2 separate regions of the Cricetulus griseus genome follow, and region 2 is linked to region 1. A link is a contact called in public Hi-C data. All regions are on one chromosome and are shown on one strand. The core of a region is the stretch at or near the end of the contact, and the rest is flanking DNA. Distances in the headings are between cores, read along the strand shown. Region 1 overlaps Rasa2 (ras GTPase-activating protein 2). Region 2 overlaps Pxylp1 (2-phosphoxylose phosphatase 1).

What was found. Hi-C and Micro-C count contacts between places; a contact is called where the count stands out from the background.
Region 2: a contact with region 1 is called in a Hi-C map of the CHO-K1 cell line, with 5 times the contacts expected there. The contact joins two enhancer-like sites. A contact is called at or near these places in 3 of 8 Hi-C or Micro-C datasets (the CHO-K1 cell line and fibroblasts).

Annotation. Positions count from the first base shown.
Region 1 is chr4:205,181,268-205,187,484 of CriGri-PICRH-1.0, reverse strand. It overlaps Rasa2 (ras GTPase-activating protein 2), which reads left to right. Exons shown (of 24, transcript XM_027410908.2): 6 at 4,418-4,501. Among named protein-coding and RNA genes, the nearest start is that of Rasa2, 42 kb to the left of the region's middle. Within about 2 kb of position 3,889, at least 2 of the 6 cell types and tissues checked have open chromatin away from gene starts, as enhancers often do. A contact at or near this core is called in the CHO-K1 cell line and fibroblasts, where this site is marked.
Region 2 is chr4:205,416,704-205,422,920 of CriGri-PICRH-1.0, reverse strand. Pxylp1 (2-phosphoxylose phosphatase 1) reads left to right here. Exons shown (of 6, transcript XM_027410903.2): 3 at 2,176-2,334; 4 at 3,076-3,202. Among named protein-coding and RNA genes, the nearest start is that of Pxylp1, 50 kb to the left of the region's middle. Within about 2 kb of position 3,555, at least 2 of the 6 cell types and tissues checked have open chromatin away from gene starts, as enhancers often do. A contact at or near this core is called in the CHO-K1 cell line and fibroblasts, where this site is marked.

The DNA.
Region 1 (6,217 bases), core at 2,640-5,139:
CTTTACATTCTTAGACCAACTGCTTATTTTAAATATTTCAGAAACTTCAAAATGAAACTCTCATATATCATTCTTTACAAAGCTGATGGATCCAGTTTTTTTTTTTTTTTTTTCATCTAGTCCACTCAGGTTATGGCAAGTCATTATATATTCAACTAATTTCTATTGAATGTGGATTAAATGACATATCTTTCTACATTAAGGTATGGCAAGGTCATAGGTAAGGGCCTCTGACTTCCCAGCAGTTTTCAGTTGCAATTAGCTTCTTTGCATGTACTTCTCAATGCTGGAATTTTGTCTTGTTTGAATCTCTGTAGGTCTTAGGCATGTCATCACAGTCTCTGTGAGTTCATAAGTATATCAACCCTGTTGTCTCTAGCAGTCGTTTTCTTGGAGTCATTACATCTGACTCCTAGAATCTTTCTGCCTCCTTTTCTACATAGACCCCTGAGCCTTGAAGGAATGATTTGATGAAGACATCCCACTTAGAACTGAGTTTCCCAAGTCTCTCACTAGCTGCACATTGTCCAGTTGTGGGTGTCTGTGCTAATCCCCATCTACTGCAGTAAGAAGCTTACCTGACGAAGGTTAAAGGATGCACTTACCTATGGTTATAGCATGATGTTACTAGGAGTCATTGCTATGTTCCTTTAGTAAAATAATAGTAGTAGATTTTCCCCTAGGCCCATGACCTGTCTAGTCTTGGGTTTTTTTGGCCACTTTAGTAGTGTCGGGTTTGGGTTCCTTCTCCTGGAGTGGGCCTTAAATAAAAGCAGGGGTTGTTTATTCTTAACGTTTGTGCCACTGTTCCACCAGTATATCTTGCAGGGTTTGTAGTTGCTCCCCCCACATCAAGGACTTTCTTCCTATGGTTATGTTATGTTATTTATTTATTTGTTTGGTTGGTTGGTTGGTTTTGGTTTTTCAAGACAGGGTTTCTCTGTATTGTTTTAGAGCCTGTCCTGGAACTCGCTCTGTAGACCAGGCTGGCCTCTGCCTCCCGAGTGCTGGGGTTAAAGGTGTACGCCACCAACACTCGGCCTTTGGTTATGTTTTTTTCCTACATCATCATCTCCTGAGTCTCACTGACCTTGTTATATATATATATATATATATCTCCTATCCTAAAATGCATGCCTCTGAGACACTTGTACTTATCTGCCCCTAACTGTTAGCTAACTTATCCTCATTTTTCTGCTCTCCTTTGAAGGCAGACTTCTCAAAGACATTTTGTTTAAAGATGTAGGGGCTTGGGGAGTAGTATGTGCACAGGATTGTACACAAATGTGTCTAATATGAGTGCCATATTCACTCCCAATTTAATACCTATCAGCTCTATGTGGCTATTGAAGACTTGAAATATGGCTTATATGATTAAATGCTTTTTAATTTTGTTTAATTTTACTTAATAGCCAAATATGGTTAATGGCTGCAATATTCGTACAAGTCCAATTAAAAAAAAAAAAAAAAAAACAGTGGCTGCTTTCAGGGCTGGGATAAGGAAAATATGTGATAAGGCTAGAATATCTTATGAAATTAAAAAGTAAAAAATACTCTTAAAAATAATGGACAGATAGATATGAATAAACGACATTGAAACTAATCTGAATGAACTCTAGATGGCCAATTATTTGAGACACAAAATTAGTAATAATAATGGATTAAAACCTGCAGAATAAAATATTTATGAGTCACTACTGATACAAGTAAAGAGTTGAATAAATGCATAGGAAGAAAGGATTACTTTTCCTTACAGTAGAATTCTAATCAATCAATTCAAGAAGAATGATGGAGATTGAAATCAGCACTGGTAAACACCACAGTAGTAACTGGGTACAAGCAAAAAGATACTGCAAACTCTCAATTATATAGACACTTAGAAAGCTATTATTATTTTATTGTTAGTATTGTTATTATTATTATTATTATTATTATTATTATTATTATTATTATTTTGGTTTTTCGAGACAGGGTTTCTCTGTGTAGCTGTGGAGCCTCTCCTGGCACTCGCTCTGGAGACCAGGCTGGCCTCGAACTCACAGAGATCCACCTGCCTCTGCCTCCTGAGTGCTGGGATTAAAGGCATACGCCACCAATGCCCGGCTTAGAAAGCTATTATTAAGGAAGTAGTTATAGAATAATTATTCTTAGAGCCTCAGTAAAATATAGGGGAAGGATTGGTGGAAGGATAATTGTTAATTGGTACAGAGCTGCAGGATAGGAGGAATAATTTCTAATGGTTTATAGCACAGCACAGTTTTTGATACTATGTATTGAAAAGGATACCAAGGTGTCTAATCCCAATCTGGTCATAAGCAAATACCAGACAAACTCAGAATAAATAATATGAAAGCAAGTATCCCAGGGTGACAGAGACTAAGAGGACATGGACCCAAACATAGTGTAGGATCTCATACTGCATCCTGGATCTTAGCAAAATTTGAGTGACATCTGTAGATTAATTAGCTTTAGTAGCATTAAGTTAATGTTAGTTTGTTGATTACAATAGTTTCACATTGGTTAACACTGAGTACTGGGTTCACAGAAGCTCTGTATGTTATCTTTATAACTATTTCAAAGTCTGAGATTATATTAAAACAATTTTTAATTGTCTGTACCTTGTACATTCAACCTGTTTTGAGTCTTAGTCTCATATCCCCTGTACTGTCATGTGACATTGCAACTTTACACATCTAAAGCTGAATTATTTTATTCTCATGTTTGCTCAGCTTCTCTCCACAGTCTTAGCAAACATTTGAGTTTACCTGTGTTTTTATGTCAGAACTTACATTTTTCTATCTCTAGCCCTCCAATTTTTCTTAAGCTTTTTTCTATTTTTCTATGCTATGAAGTAAAATTTTTAAATGCCCTTGTCTATGATTATATTTTCTACCATTTCTGCTTCTGTTTTGGTTGGTTTTCTTTTTTTTCTTTTCACAATAGGTCATGTTTATTGATTATTTACATTGGACACGAAGTCTCTAAATACTTTGTATTCCAGGAAAGTACTTGAGTTGTTCTGTAGGTATCAGTTAAGTTCCTTGGAAACAGTTTGTTCTGATTATAATTTGCTTTTAAGCTTTGTCAGACATATGATACCAGCGTCTATCACAGAGCTAGTAAGAGGGGGCCCACCAGCCACAGAAAAAAACTGACATTTAATTAATGATGCCTCTATTGGTGGGAAAATGTAAATCCTAAAATATTTCCTTGGCCTGTGCTTTTTTGGTTAGTTTCAGAATTTTTTAAATAAATATTTAAGTTTATTTTATGTGCATTGGTGTGAAGGTGTCAGATCCTCTGGAACTGGAGTTACAGACAGTTGTGAGCTGCCATGTAGGTGCTGGGAATTGGACCTTGGTCCTCTGGAAGAGCAACCAGCTCTCTTAATCTCTGAGCCATCTCTCCAGGCCTAGTTTTAGAATTTTTAAAATTTGACTTTTGATGCCCAGTTTAGTAGAAATGAATCTTATTTTCAATTTTCTCTTTACTTGGCAGTACTCCATTTGCAGTTCACCCATATATGTGATGAGTGTTTTGCAGAGAAATGGAAGATGTTGCTCAGTAGCCCTGGTCTCTAGAAAGAAAAAAAAGAAAAGAAAAGAAAAAAAAAAAAACTTAACAGCATTTGTGAGCTCCTGTTAGGCAGCAGGAAATGAAGACTTAGACATTAAACCAACTAACTTAGTAATAATTACTGAGAATCTTTGAGAATCAGATCATTAAATTGTGTGCTTTCTGTAAATACAACTATAGTCCATAAAGTAGATTGGTCGGCCTTGGTTTTTATAGTCTAGAACATTTTCTACAGAATGATGCAAGAACTGTTGCTGAGAATCATTCTGAAAGACTACAGAATTATGTGAAGCTTGCCCTATATTTATGAATCAGATTTTAAGTAAAACCACAACCATTTCCTTGTGTGTCATTCATGCTTTAGCAGAGGATATGGTGCCATGGTATTGGCCTGGTTTGTAGTTTCTCATGTAAGTGTGTAGTTTCTTTTCCTTTTTAGAAGCCACAGCAGTTTTGATGTATTATCAAACCACAAAATGTACCTTGAGTATTTACCAGGAAGAAATGTGTTATGGTAGTCTGAGTACCAATTGTGTCATTCCTCTTTAATTCTCTTTGGAGAATAATCATGTAAATAAGCAAATACATCAGTTGGAGTAGTTGGTGTATTGGAACTGCAAAAGTGGTGAATAATTTTAAAGCCTTTGAATTGTTGATTTCGATTTAATGACAGTGTTTCAGAGTTGGAAGTGCAGCTCAGAGGCAGAGCCTTTGCCCTGTATATGTGAACCCAGGGTTCTGTCCCCAGTCCATAAAAAGGCAAAGGGGGTAGGGAGGGAGAGATAATACTATGATGTTAACTTGACTCTAATGGTTTCAAATCTCTCTTATTCTACCTTAGCATCAAGGCATGCCATGGATTGCCTCTCATAAATGGACAAAACTGTGATCCTTATGCAACCGTTTCCCTAGTTGGCCCTTCTAGGTAATATTTATTGAATTGTTACTGGGTTTTCAAGTTTCAAGTTGGATTTAAGAAAAAAAATTCTTAAAAATTTTAAAAAGTTGGATTTAGGAGTTGGAAATATGGAGTTCTTAGATCAGATGCTAAGTAACTGTGACATAAAATGATATTTAAAGGAAGAATTTTTACTAAGTTGTAGTGTATATGTGATTAATAACCAAGTTCTGTTTTCACAGAAAGATGCTGAATATTATTTCAGATCTGTTATGCATTTACTACACTATGGAAAAACCTCAGTCTTATACACTTGTAAAGTGTATTTAAAATATATATAATGGGCTAGGCATGCAGGGTGTATGTCTTTAATCATAGCACTTGGGAGACAGAGGCAGGTGGATCTCTGAATCCAAGGTCACCCTTGGATGTACATGACAAGTTATAGTCTATCCAGGGTCTAAAACAAAAACCCCAAATTATTTACTCATTAACTCTCCTACTTTCAGATAACCTCAGTTTCATACAAATAACAATCAATTTTTCATAAACGTCAGTTCAAAATAACAAAGCGGTTTCCATACTGTTACCTGGAAGGCAGCTCAGCACTGAAAATTGCCTTTTCTATTGATGATATCAGTGCTTTATAAAAAGAATTCCAAATTCTAGAAGAACTACTGAAGTCCCAGAGTATGGTGAATTTCCCCGTAACATTTAAGTCTATATAACATTTCATAAGTCTATAACTTATGAAAAACCAATAGCACTTTGCAATATCTATATTAGAAAACTTCATGTCATTTCTTTAAGAGACGGACTAGTCTGGAGTTTGTCTGCAACTTAAAGCTATTAGAGTCAGAGAACGAAAGCATGGGATTTATTCTTACATGTTTGTTCTTATTTCACAAAGTTTTAAAAAGTGTGTGTGTGTGTGTGTGTGTGTGTGTGTGTGTGTGTGTGTGTGTGTGTGTGTGTGTATAAAAGTATCTGATACCATGGGAGCCTAAATACTGGTATGCTGTTGTTATTATTGCAGATTAGTTTTAAACTTAAAAGCAAGAATTCATACAGCATTAAAAGCTGTCGGAGGGTACACACACACACACACCCATGTGCTAAAAATGTTCAGCCCTACTGGGTAGTGGAATCATGGCAATAATCCCTGTACCTGAGAGGCAGAGGATCACAAATTCTGGCCAGCCTGAACTACTAGTTAAGCCCCTGCCTCACAGAGAAATGGGGGGTAGGGGCACAAGTCAGCCTAGAGGAGCTGCTAGTTTGGAGTAAACTTTTTTTTTTTTTTTTTTTTTTTTTTTTTTGTAGTTCTGTATCCAAACCCAGACTATTGATGATAAGCAGTTACTCTATCAGTGAGATACACTGCAACTCAGGAGGTTGTTCTTGTTTTCTGTTTAATGATTTTTATCTCAGAGAAACCCTGTCTTGAAAAACCAAAAAAAAATAAAAAAGTGATTTTTATCTCATGAACAAATTTTTTTTTCTTCTCTGAGACAGGCTTTCTTTGTGTAGCCCTGGCTATTCTGGAACTCACTCTGTAGTTGCCTCATACTCACGGAGATCCACCTGCCTCTGCCTCCTGAGTGCTGGTATTAAAGGAGTGCACTGCTGCCACTACCCTCTGGCTTCTCACGAATGAACACATTTTTTAATGGAACTTTTGAAGTAACATTTAGTAGAAACTTTTTTTTTTTTTTTTAGATCACAGTTGATTTTGCTATGTAA
Region 2 (6,217 bases), core at 2,306-4,805, 240 kb before region 1:
GTCAGGATGACAAGGGGTAGAGTTGTAAGGATTAATCTTGGCTATCTGTTTGATGGAATGTAGAGTCACCATGGAAACATTTTAGGGGATGTTTGTGAGGGATTATCCAGAGTAGGTTAGTTGAGGTGGGAAGAGACACCCTAAGTGTGGGTGGTAACTTTTTGTGGAGCTGGGATCCTGAACCAAAGAAAAAGGAGAAAGTTAGGTGAGCACTAATATAGTGCTGTCTGCTTCCTGACATGTGATTCGGAATGTGACCTCTCTCTCCTGACCTCTCTCCCCATCGTGTCTTCCATGATGGACCGATCCCTCCAAACTGTGAGCCAAAATAATCCCTTCTTGAAGCTACTCTGTCAGGCATGTTTCCATAGCAAGCAGACTAGTGACTAATACACATGTTCATTTATAGTCCCTCCCTCCCTCCCTCCCTCCCTCCCTCTCTCCCTCCCTCCCTCCTCCCTCCCTCCCTCCCTGCTTTCTTCCATCCCTCCCTCCCTTCCTCTGTCCCTTCTTCCTTCCTTTACACAAAATGGGTTGTATTTATTGCCTGGTGACTTGGCTCATCAACTTCGCTTGATTTATCTTTGATTCTTTTTGTGTTCTTTAAGTTCAGATAGAATAATCTGCACTCTGAATATAACATTCTCTTCATTCAATGATGGATTTTTAGATTGTTCTCTGGTTTTGTTGCCAGCGCCACTGCAGTGAATCTCTTTGGCCACCTTTGAGTGTGGGAACTGATGTTTTTAGAACAGATTTCAAGGAATAGCATGAGGTAAAAAACATTCCTTCTGGAAGATTTCATTTTCCACCCACACCTCCAGTGTGTATAAGTGTCACGCCTTGTCAATATTGGTGTTACTGTTAAAGTATGATTTTCTAACCTGGGGAAATACATCTCACCAGTGGTTTTCTTTTGTATTTCCATAGCTATTAACTTGAGCATCCATTCATGTTTTGTTGGCTGTTGACATTTGCACTCACGTATCTGTCACCGAATCTTCAGTTGTGGTGCTCTTCTATGCTTGAGATATCAGTCACTTGTCTGTTACGTATGTTGCAAATGTTTTTCTCTTAGTGTATTCACTCTCTTTCATTTTTGTTTATCACATATGTTTGGCAAGGGGAAATTTTATGTATTTAGGTATTTATGTAGAAGAATTTAGAGAATTTAAGCCAATGTAGACTAGTGTTTAGCCTCTGTTTCAGCTATTGTTTGGGTATATGTGTATGTATAAATATAAGTAAATATGTGGTAAATCTCTTAGAAATTAACTAGATTTGCAAGCTCACTTATTTACAAGTATGTCCTCCACTAACAGATGTTGGAAATACGACTGCTACTGTGCAGGGGTCTCTAGAAACTGTGAAACTGGAAAAAAAAATTGCCCTATCATCATGGAAGGACTGGGAACTACTGAGATAGACTGTGGAAAAACAGACAGATGGCTGGGTAGAGAACAGGGAGAGCCTCTCCTGGCCCAGAAAAAGGATTATGGTTGCCCTGTCACTACCGTCCCTGGTTCTGGCCATATGTCCACCTGCCAACGGGCGGGAGCGCTATCAGCTCAGCCAGTCTCCCATGGGTCCTAGCACTCACCAATAGAAAGATGGATGCCAGATAGCCAAACCATTGCACATTGCATGACCCTCACCTGGTGGGGGGAGCCAGCCCAGGCAGACAAATGAGACCCAGTCCATTCGCTGCACATGTGTACCTCAGTCTCAGGCTCTCTTGTGTGAAGTAATCTCCTGAGGGCTGGTGAGCAGATTGCAGAGATGGGGCTCTAGGGACCACAGAGTGTGGTCGGATGATATTAATTGAGGTGTGACACACACACCATTTAGCACTTAACAGGCACCAGTGGACAATGATCTTTCCCCTTGACACAGTTACAGGAGCTAAAAGCTTATTGGGAAGAGGGGCTGTGTCCTCCTCGTGCACCTTTAGTTCCGGGAACTTGAGAATGGGGAATAATAAGTTCTTCTCGCCTGCACCAAGGGAGGCCTGTTACTCAGGAAGTCCCAGGTACACTTGTGGATCGGGAGGCTGGCTTCTCGTTCCACTAAGGTCCACCGTAACTGAAGGAGCGAATGCTTACAGTGACATTCAGCCCTCCTGGGGCCACAGCGGCTGATCTGGCGTCCTCCGTGTCCATTCTGCTTTCCTTGCAGTCCACCTGATCCCAGTGTCCACAACAAAAAATGGAGGAAGCAGCAAGAGTCGGAAGAGGATCATGCCCGACCCAGTGACAGAGCCCCCGACGGTAGACCCGGTTTATGAAGCTCTTCTGTACTGCAACATTCCGAGTGTAGCCGAGCACAGCATGGAAGGTAGACCCAGTGTATGGCCCGTTGTGGTAGCCTGGGACTCAGTACCCAAGTAGACATCCTGGGGACTAAGTTCTCCAAGCAGCATCATGCCGTTGTAAGAAGCTGGAAGCTTGGGCTCAACTCCTGCAGTAGCCACTCCCTGTGCCCCAGGATGGGCTCCTGGGTTTTATCCACTCTACTGAGTAGTGGGGGTGACTGGTCTCTGGTGAGCTGTGGAATAGGCAGACGGGGTTGAAGCTGGCCTGTAGTACCCTTGGCTGCTCAGCGTCTCAGTGTAAATCTGCAATAGAATTAACATGTCCACTCTAGTCTTGCTATAAAGGAGTGTGAAACAGTGTCGCCACCGTTTCACTTTCCTCAAGTGTATCAAAAGGTGGTGTGTCCTGCTGTGTTTCCTGAAGGGTTTAAAGCAGAAGCCTATTCCTAGGATTCTGTGAGCCTCCCCCAGTCTCTGTTTATGAGACATTGGTCGTCATGTGCATATCTCACCAGTTACTTTGGGAGTCCTGGGACATTTCAAGCCCTCTCATGACCCTCTGTTCCACCTTTAGGGGTTCTTTAGCTAGCATCACCCTCCCACCCAGCACAGTGCCCTTTCCTCCAGTTCAGATCCCTCAGTAGCAGCCCTGCTATTTCTGGGTTGCCCTGGCTACCAGCTTCTCGGTCCCCCAGCCTTGGCTTGTGCCCCCCCCTCGCTATAACACTGTTGTGTGGTGACTGGAAGTTGTGTCTCTCTCACAGGTCACGCCCCACATCATTATAAGCTGGTCTCGGTTCATGTGTTCATTCGCCACGGGGACAGGTACCCACTGTATGCCATTCCCAAAACAAAGCGACCAGAAATCGACTGCACTCTAGTGGCTGGCAGGTAAATTGCACTTTTTGTAAGAGTCGTTTTCATGCATGCTGCCGTGTTCTGTACAACAGAGCACTGTGTGAAGGAGGGGTGAACTATGCTTTGGTGAGTGTGAACTGTTCAGAGTATTTCCCGGTCTTCCTTTAGGAAGATACAAACAAACATCTGTTCAAGCCAGATAGGGCACTGATGACAGAACACAAAAAAACCGACTCCACCCACATGGCGCTTGCTGGGCCAGTGATTTTATTGGGGCAGCTGCCTCACTGAAAAGTCGACCCCTGCGGTAGGTGATGACTGGGAAAGCCTCCTGTATGTACAGCAGGCAGGCAGCTCCATCACACTTTCCACCCCCCTTAGTGGTTGTTTACTGCTGTAAAAACCCCGGGAGGGACGAGACCTTGTGAGTCATGTAACTTTCTGAGCTGCCAAGTCTTAAGTGCTGTATGTCTTTTAACGTTCACTTGGCTTCCTGACTCTTGTGAGCCTCTCTCCTCCCTGCAGGAGGGTGTGTCTGAATTGGGAGAAGAGAGCAGAGACAGGCCCAGAGCAGAGAGGGCATCTCAGGCAACTCAGAAAATACACTGAGCCCAGTTCAGCCTGAGGCCCACTCTCTCCTTGTGTTCTTCAGTTTCAGAAAGATGAGATACAGTGAGCACTTGCTTAGGAGTCATCTACCCTAGAACTGTTCCATGGAGGCAGCAGGCAAGTCCCTTAGTCTGTTGGAGCTCACCATGCAGGGTTGGGGTGAGGAGTGGGGCGATTCACAGGAGGGAGTGTGTGCAGCTGCAAAGGCAATGAGTGTAAGATAGTATTTCAGCCATTTAATTTTTCACAGCATTAGAGACTGCGCTGTCTTAGTTGAAAGCCCTCAGGATGAAAAATAATTGAGCAGAGAATGGAAATTGCGTGTATGGAAATTAGAAGCACAGTTAGCAATAAATGATGGCTTGGCGGTAGCCAGTGTGTCTGGGGGCACGTAACATCTATCCTTACTGAATGAGACCAGGAGATGTAGGGATGTGCCCAGTGGGAAAGACGTTATTTTGATGGAATGGTCCTGGGGTGCCAGCCTGCCTGGGCAGGACCAACCCGGTGGAACCATGGATTTCCTGTCTACAGCCAGGGCTGTTCTTTGAAGACAACAAATCTGAGGGTTTCAGATAACTCTTGATGTCCAAAGTCTCCTCATGGGCTGGAGTTTGGGGAATAATCAGTGAAGCATTTTAGGTAGGAAGACCATGGGGTTTTGTGTATTCTTCTCTCATGCTAGAGACTAGAATGCTGCTAGCCTGGGAATCGTGTCTTCTTTACTGCATTGGGTAGTCAAGGTGTGTACCCCCTAGGGTCTCCTGTTAGGGGACCATGAGAGCCCTCACTCTCCAGCCTCGTGTTCAGACTTTCCACTAAGATTCTCTGCACCCCAGCACCCCACTTCTTGTAGCATCTTCATGGCTTGTGCCGGCTCTGCCTCCCTGCTGACTTATCTGTCCCTGTTCACCCCATTTCCACAGTGTCTTCAAGACCCAGTTAGAGGTTTCTTTGTTGTGGTTTGAAAGAAAATGGCCCTTAAAGGGAGTGGCACTATCAGGAGGTGTGGCCTTGTTGGAGGAAGTATGTCACTGTGGAGGTGAGCTTTGAGGTCTCATATATGCTCAAGCCATGCCCAGTATCTCAGTTCACTTTTGTGTTGCCTGCCAATTGAGATGTAGGTTTCTTAACTCCAGCACCATGCCTGCCTGCACACAGCCATGCCCCACCATGATGATAATGGACTGAACCTCTGAAACTGTAAGCTGCCACCTCAGTTAAATGTTTTCCTTTAAAAGAGTTGCCATGGTTATGGTGTCTCTTCACAGCAATAGAACTCTAACTAAGACATCCCTCTCCCAGGAAGCAGCCCCCCATCCCATGTGTGAAACACTGGGGTAGCTCTGTGGCTGTCTGGGGAACTGACAGTGTCCAGCTCTCACTGTAGAGGGCTGGGGGTATATAGGAAGGGTGTCAGAACAAGCAAGGAAGTCGAGTTTAAAAACCATCCCAGCTGGCTTAGGGCTGGGGCAATGATGAAGGGTGCTGGTTACACTACTTTAACCCTGTGGTTTGACAGCAGGAAAGGCCTCTCAGAAGATTTGCTTTTTCCACTGGGTACAGAAGGGTGTTGTGTTTACAGCTGGTACTAGCTGGATGTCAGCCCTTCTAACAGCCTGGGGACAGGTAGGCCACTGGGCCTCTGTGCTAGGTGGGTTCAGCATAGCCTCAAGGCTTTGTGGACTGTCTCATGCTTCAGCTCAGACCAATTTAGTCTTGCTAGAAAGTCACTATGGGGTCACTATAGTGTTCCCAAAAAAGGGGTATATTGTCAGGGCTGCTTGGGCACCCTGCAACTTGTTGTCCTAAGGGGATCTGGCTCTGCCCTCCCTGGGCCTGACTGCTCACAAATCACTGAGCCCTGCCCAGAGCCCAAAAGATGACAGCTTTTGGACTTGGTGGCTGCAGAATAAATTCATAACCTCTGTGAGGATCACAGGGCACATTGCCAGTTGTATGTTCCTGTCACCATCTTCCTGTTGATGGATTTGAGCCGCGGCCATTGTATCCCTGAAGCCTTTGCTACCTGTTTGACACTGGGCAGATTGCTTCCCCTCTGAGAGTCCAGGTGACCTGTCCCCAGGCTGTTAGAAGGGCTGACATCCAGCTAGTACCAGCTGTAAACACAACACCCTTCTGTACCCAGTGGAAAAAGCAAATCTTCTGAGAGGCCTTTCCTGCTGTCAAACCACAGGGTTAAAGTAGTGTAACCAGCACCCTTCATCATTGCCCCAGCTCTAAGCCAGCTCCACTCACTAAACTCCATCCTGGAACAAGGGACAGTCCTGCCTTCCTATATCAACCTTAAGTGTCTAAATAAAGGAGGGGACATGTATATGGCCTAGTCCACACAGAAGTTTCATCCACGGTGGCATGGCATTGCCTACAGCAGCCTAGAGGTCACCTGGACTTAGGCTCTTTCCCTCTGGTGGGGTC